Linked DNA regions of Zea mays: region 2 is linked to region 1. A link is a contact called in public Hi-C data. All regions are on one chromosome and are shown on one strand. The core of a region is the stretch at or near the end of the contact, and the rest is flanking DNA. Distances in the headings are between cores, read along the strand shown.

Evidence for each region. A called contact is a pair of places that touch in the nucleus more often than the background predicts.
Region 2: a contact with region 1 is called in a Hi-C map of leaf, with 5 times the contacts expected there. The contact joins the enhancer-like site here to the promoter of LOC103638683 in region 1. A contact is called at or near these places in 18 of 25 Hi-C or Micro-C datasets (bundle sheath, ear, endosperm and 6 more) and 2 of 3 datasets of contacts at active chromatin or transcription factors (leaf and seedling).

The regions. Positions count from the first base shown.
Region 1 is chr9:94,729,165-94,732,194 of Zm-B73-REFERENCE-NAM-5.0, reverse strand. It overlaps LOC103638683 (SPX domain-containing protein 1), which reads left to right and starts at 1,426. Exons shown (of 3, transcript XM_020544011.3): 1 at 1,426-2,144; 2 at 2,248-2,380. The coding sequence starts at 1,848.
Region 2 is chr9:94,803,675-94,806,704 of Zm-B73-REFERENCE-NAM-5.0, reverse strand. No RefSeq gene overlaps it. Among protein-coding and RNA genes, the nearest start is that of LOC103638685, 21 kb to the left of the region's middle. Within about 2 kb of position 1,429, at least 18 of the 20 cell types and tissues checked have an H3K27ac peak or open chromatin away from gene starts, as enhancers often do. A contact at or near this core is called in bundle sheath, ear, endosperm and 5 more, where this site is marked.

The sequences.
Region 1 (3,030 bases), core at 177-2,676:
TGAGCATGTGAAAGAGAGTGCATATGAGAGTATCACACATAAAGCACATGACAAATCAAACTCATGTGTATCTCTCATTCGCCCTATCAATAGCATTCTTCCTATCTACATACTACCCTCTCTTGGACCTCTCCCCCTAACACATACTCCCCTCTTCCTCTTTGGCATCAAGCACCAACAGTGACAAAACCTAAGGGTCCTAAGAAGGAAAATAAATAGTTGTGCCAGGTACTAAATGGTGAGGCCTGAGCTCAAACTATATTAGGAGAGTGTCCTGTCTCTAGCGAGGAAGAAGTCATGTATCCACAAAGGATGAGCCCTGTCTCTAGCGTTGACTGGCCAGCTGGTGGAACAAGAGAGATCTACGGGGGAGGGAGTCTGACGAGGCATCTAATCGGTCCTGGCAACATGTTGCAGAAGGTGTCAACTCTTGCGCTAAAGGTACAACAACCATTTGGGGGTGGAGCCCCTTGTCTAATTGGTTGGCATTGTCGGTGTAGGTGGCACAATAGTAATCATCATTATGACAGATAGTGTCAAAAGAGTAGTAACTGGTAGAGCTTGTTACAAGGAAAGCGGACCTCGACCCATTTGATTAACGATTTTTGGTGTTTAGTGATCAACATAACCATTTGAACTAATGTTGTTTGTTAGTGTTTATGAATATAGTTCAAAGGATACATCATGAACTTGGGTGAAGGCAACATGGCGATCAAGAAGATCAACACGTCAAAACAAGATATTAGAAGACTTATTGAAGACCTACAAAGATCTTGGTTCGCTGGCTAACTTGCCACGGTGAGCGAATAAACCTCCCACCAATAACTTTGTTCTTGTCCTTCATATCCCCAAATCAAATGCTTGATGTCTTTAAATTGAACTCCATTAGACTAAGACCATGTCCAGCAGTCCACTCATATGATCACCCAAGACACCGTTCTACATTATAGACTGCACTGTTTGAAAAGTGAAGTTTAAATATGTGTATGTGGATGAGTAAGCGGTTGGAGATAGTCTAACTCTTGAAATATGAGCGTTTCCTATATTTTCTTCCTTATAAAAATAAGCGAGTTTCTAAGAGAACTTTTTAAAGGGCTAGTTTGGTAAGCTCATTTTTCTAAGGGATTTTTATTTCGCCAAAAAAATAGTTTATTTTCTATTGTTAAAATAGGAATCTTTTGAAAAGATAGAGTTTTCAAACTAGTCTGAAATTCATGTATTCTATCTCGTGAAAAGTAGCTCATCCCTGGCATCCCGTCGGCGGATGTCAACCAAACGCCACTACGCCAGCACTTGGACAAAACCAGCAACTACACAGCCACGGTGCCAGTGGCAACCTTCTTCCATGTGGGTACGTGATCGTGTCAGCTCACCAAGCAAGCCCCCGTCCTGTGCAGCTGTGCTGCGTGCCCGACTACACGTGCCAGTTTTGCCGCATAGCTCCACGGCCGAAGCCGAACGCCCCACCAGACCACCCCCACCCGGCCCCGGCCCCCGGGTCCCTGTCTTCCCCGTCTCCGCTTCCGTCCACCTCACGTCGGCGTCTTCCATCGAAGTGGCCTTTTCGGCGGCGAGTGAGAGGGCGAGGAATAAAACTCGCGTCGCGCACGCACCGCAACAATAATATCCTTCCACGCGAATATTCGCCGCTTCCCACCTCCCCCGCCCCGCATATCCTTCCGTCCGTCCGTTCGTCTCCCCCCTTTCCCTTCCCCTCTATTTCACCACCCCATCAGCCGCCCGCCACCGCGACGATCACCGGCGCAATCCGTTCACCCCACCACTCATCCACTCCCCCTCCGCGAATCTCATTTCTTTACTGCGGCTAGGAGGAGGCGGCGGCGGCGATGAAGTTCGGCAAGAGCCTGAGCGGACAGATCGTGGAGACGCTCCCGGAGTGGCGCGACAAGTTCCTGTCCTACAAGGATCTCAAGAAGCGCCTCAAGCTCATCGGCGCCGGGAACGGGGCTGAGCGGCAGCCGAAGCGGGCCCGCCGCGACGACTCCGGGGAGGCTGACGCGGCCGCGGCCGCGGCGGCAATGACGCCAGAGGAGGCGGAGTTCATGCAGCTCCTGGAGGCTGAGCTCGACAAATTCAACTCTTTTTTCGTCGAGAAAGAGGAGGAGTACATCATCCGTCAGAAGGTGCCTGCTCGCCCTATCCGCCCTCCTTCCTCCCCTTGTTTCCCTAATGATTTTCGCGTTCTTTGATCTGATCGGGTTGCTTGGCCGTGGCTGAGTGGAGCAGGAGCTGCAGGACCGGGTGGCCAGGGCGGCCGGGCGGGAGTCCAAGGAGGAGCTCATGCGGGTGCGCAAGGAGATTGTCGACTTCCACGGCGAGATGGTGCTGCTGGAGAACTACAGCGCCCTCAACTACACAGGTAATAAGTCCTCCGCCGCCGCACACTCCCGTCCCGCCGCGTCGCATGTGTTGCTTTCATGTCACTCTTATGGTTGATTAGTTTTCCAGAATTTTGTTGTCTCCGTTGTTGTTTATCTCTTCCTGGTAAGTTTATTGTCTATGTATTTTGTTTTGTAGTAGCTAGTAGCAACTTAGCCTGGACTGTGGCTGTGAATTAGGGATGAAGCCTCTAGATTCCTGGGGCTAACAATCAGTGTTTGCCATAGCTAACATGGGTCAAATAAAGAGACGAATTGCTGTGTTGCTTGTCAGCAAGGGACAATACATGTCAGTGTCGTTGAGTATGCATACTAGTGACTGAGTTGAAATAGCAAGAGTCCATTTATTCTCGCTATTAACAAAGGAATGTTGCTAAAAATTAATCTATGCCGAGAAATTGTGGCCTGCGGTAATTGCGTTGATTTCTCGCGAGAAATTAGCTATATCTCGTACATGAGTGCAAGTACATCTTTTAGTTTGGATGCATCTAGATTCTCGGAACACTCGTGGCGAAAGAACGGTTACTAAAAAAACAGTTTGGTGATACCATTCTTGATAGTAAAGAAACGAAAGAAAAACAGGGCTCTCTTTTTTGTAGTCAACCATACAGTCGCACATCTGACATGTTTA
Region 2 (3,030 bases), core at 180-2,679, 75 kb before region 1:
TTTAGCACTTCGAAGAATGGTAAGCTTCGTTATGCTAATCTTGAGATAAATCGATTCAGATCGGCAAGTCTTCCTGCTAACATCTGGGTCCCCTTTCTTGACTTCGGTGGCTCCATCCATGGTGATGTGTGCACGTTTTCTGTAAGCTATATGTGCATATATTGTATATATATATGATGTGGTATCCGCTTCCTAAAAGGAATAATTGGTATCTTACCACACTTAGAACGTTGCTTTGTTGTTATAGTTGCCAATGTGCCTATAAATTATGAGTTCATCTGAGTCTATGAAATATCAACTGGATGGTAATTTGACGAAACAATTTCAATCTAATGACAAATATCCAATTATCTCGAATTCGAAGAAGAATATTCGACCTAGAAATATGTAAGCAGATGAGGATTTGTCTCTCCTAAATCCTCTTCCGCGGTGAAAATGGGAAAGCTATAATTCTCTGTGCATCGTCATTGCAATTGTTTATCGGTTTTGCCGCATTAGTATTGATGAACGAAACGGCACATACTTATCTCTTACAACAACAAATTAAAAAGGCGTAACCATGTAGGCGATCCGGGTCAAAACCATGATTTCCGAATAGAGATAGAGCACAACACAGTGTAGTTAAGAAAGAAAAGTACAAGAGGTTAAGACAACCACGGCTAGCTAAGGAGAAAAAAAAGACCTCCACCCCGTTATCCTATCAAATTTCTATAAACATTAATACGATCATCACAACTATTTATATGACTGTAGCTATATATGCTCTAAAATATAAAACCTAAAAACACGTCTAAATAACATGTCCGTACCACCTATGGTCAATTATAACAAGTAAAAGCACTACGACCCCATATAATGGTCGTCCACCTGGACCTAAAGCTTAACGAATTAGCATGTACATCTTTGTCGATGTCAACATCAAACAGATATGTTTTATTGTCGACTTAGGTGGACCGCGCTATGGATCTCATACTTTTCTGGCTACTACTCACCAATGTCACCTGACTTGACCGTTAGTACAAGTGGCCACTTGGGTTTTTTTTTTGATCTATTTCAGATTTGGCCTCTTCCTCAATAAATCTAGGCGGGCGGCTACCGAACAGATTTTTTAATCCTTAAGATAATGATAGAGACACTCACTACCACGTGGAGTGTGCCACACGTACGAGAACTCGGAAGAACGAGAGCTACTACATTATCAACTCCAGCTCAAGAAGAACCACTGTATTTCGGCAAGCAAGAATGCCCAGCACACGGAGTAAACTGAGGTGAAGCCCCCAAGGCCTCTGATACGGTGGCTGGGCAGCCGTGTGCTGCCATTTCGAAACAACGGCGCGGGGAGTTGCGTTGAATGGTTGGTACTGGAGACTAGAGAGAAACTGACAGAGAAGGACCGAGGCTTTGAAGGCTGGGACAGGGACGCGCAGAGGATCTTGACATATCCCATTGGATATTCCCCTTCCGGAACGGATTATGCGCCGAATCTTCCACTGCCCCCAGCGTGCTCTGGTCATGCCCGTACTTTCTTAAAAGAGGCTACATGTAGAATATTGGAGTTTTGCTCGGATCCTCTGCGCCCCGTCATCTGTGCTCTTCCATGTACACCTTCTTTTTGTTTGTTTTTTTTTAAAAAAACTTGCTTTGGCGTCCAACAATGCCAAGTCGCCGCTTTACCCCATTGGTGGATTATGTATTTGGTGACACATTGAATATAACTTCTGTCGCCCGTTAGAGATTGCACAATAGGTTGGAGGAAATTAAATTACTCCCATTCCTCCATTTTTCTTCAGGACTTGTTTGAATACTCTTGTATTCACCTTAATCAATGTATATTGAGATAGATTGTATTGTAAATTAGTTTAAGTTATAATTTAGTCTATTTTAGTATACGTGGATTGAGTTAAATATGAAAGTATCCACGAGAAAAACACATTTCGAGTTTTCTTTGTCGCCAACCGCATTGGGAATCGTAGGTGGTCTTTTCACTACTGTCTCTGTGTGCGGAGTACTGCGTGCAGACATTCCAGCTGCTTGACCGTTGAGTTGTTTACAGTCAGTTGCTAGCTACATGCAGGCATGGGCCCAACAATTGTGACATCCCATTTAACATAAAAAAACGAAGCAAGTTTCCTCCTAACTTGGTCACTGTGCCGAGAACATATACGTAGAAGAAAAATGTATAGGGGGAGTACAACATTGACATTAATCTTTGCAACAAAAAAAGACTGGTTTCTTAATTTAATGTCACATCTTTACTATATTAAAGCATCGGTTTCAACAGTCGTCCCATGTTAATATTTTTTTAAAAAAACCATACATTTTTAGAATCAACATGCACTCCTATAATCTCTTCTCTACTACTATAATAGAAGAGTTTATGTAAAAAATAAGTTAAAATTATGTATAAGTGAGTGTTTGAACCTTGGTTGCTGGCTCCACATTCACACATACCTAATCAATAAAAACATATATTTTGTGCTTTATTAAAACAAATTTATCCTATGTTATATATATAAACCGTAGCAATGCATGTGCATATGACTAGTTGATTTTAATCAATGAGTTTGGCGAGGAGAAGAACATCATTTTTTCAGTTTAATTTAGTAATAGCCAGCCCCGTGCATCGCCCAGCGCATATGGACTGATCACACAGGGCCTCCAAAGTTTTAGGGCTCCAACTCTTGCGTATATTATGCTATGGTCTACTATATGCTAAAAAAATGAATACTTGGTTCAATTTTTGAATAAGCGAAATAATCGTGTATGAATGCCTATAGTTCCTAATTTCTTATACAACAAGAAAATATATAGTTATATGTTAATTAATGACCATACTTTGATAGTTTGGTTATTTATATTTTTCTTGTATAGAGACTAAATATATGTTCCGCGTCAGGGCCACAAAAACATAGGTACGGACCTGGTAATAACACATTTCACTTATATATATTAGCATCTCTTGGTGTCGGTTCTAAAGGTGGTCTTAGTGCCAATCTCTTACTTATTTAGATCTTGTCAGGCAGAGTTCCG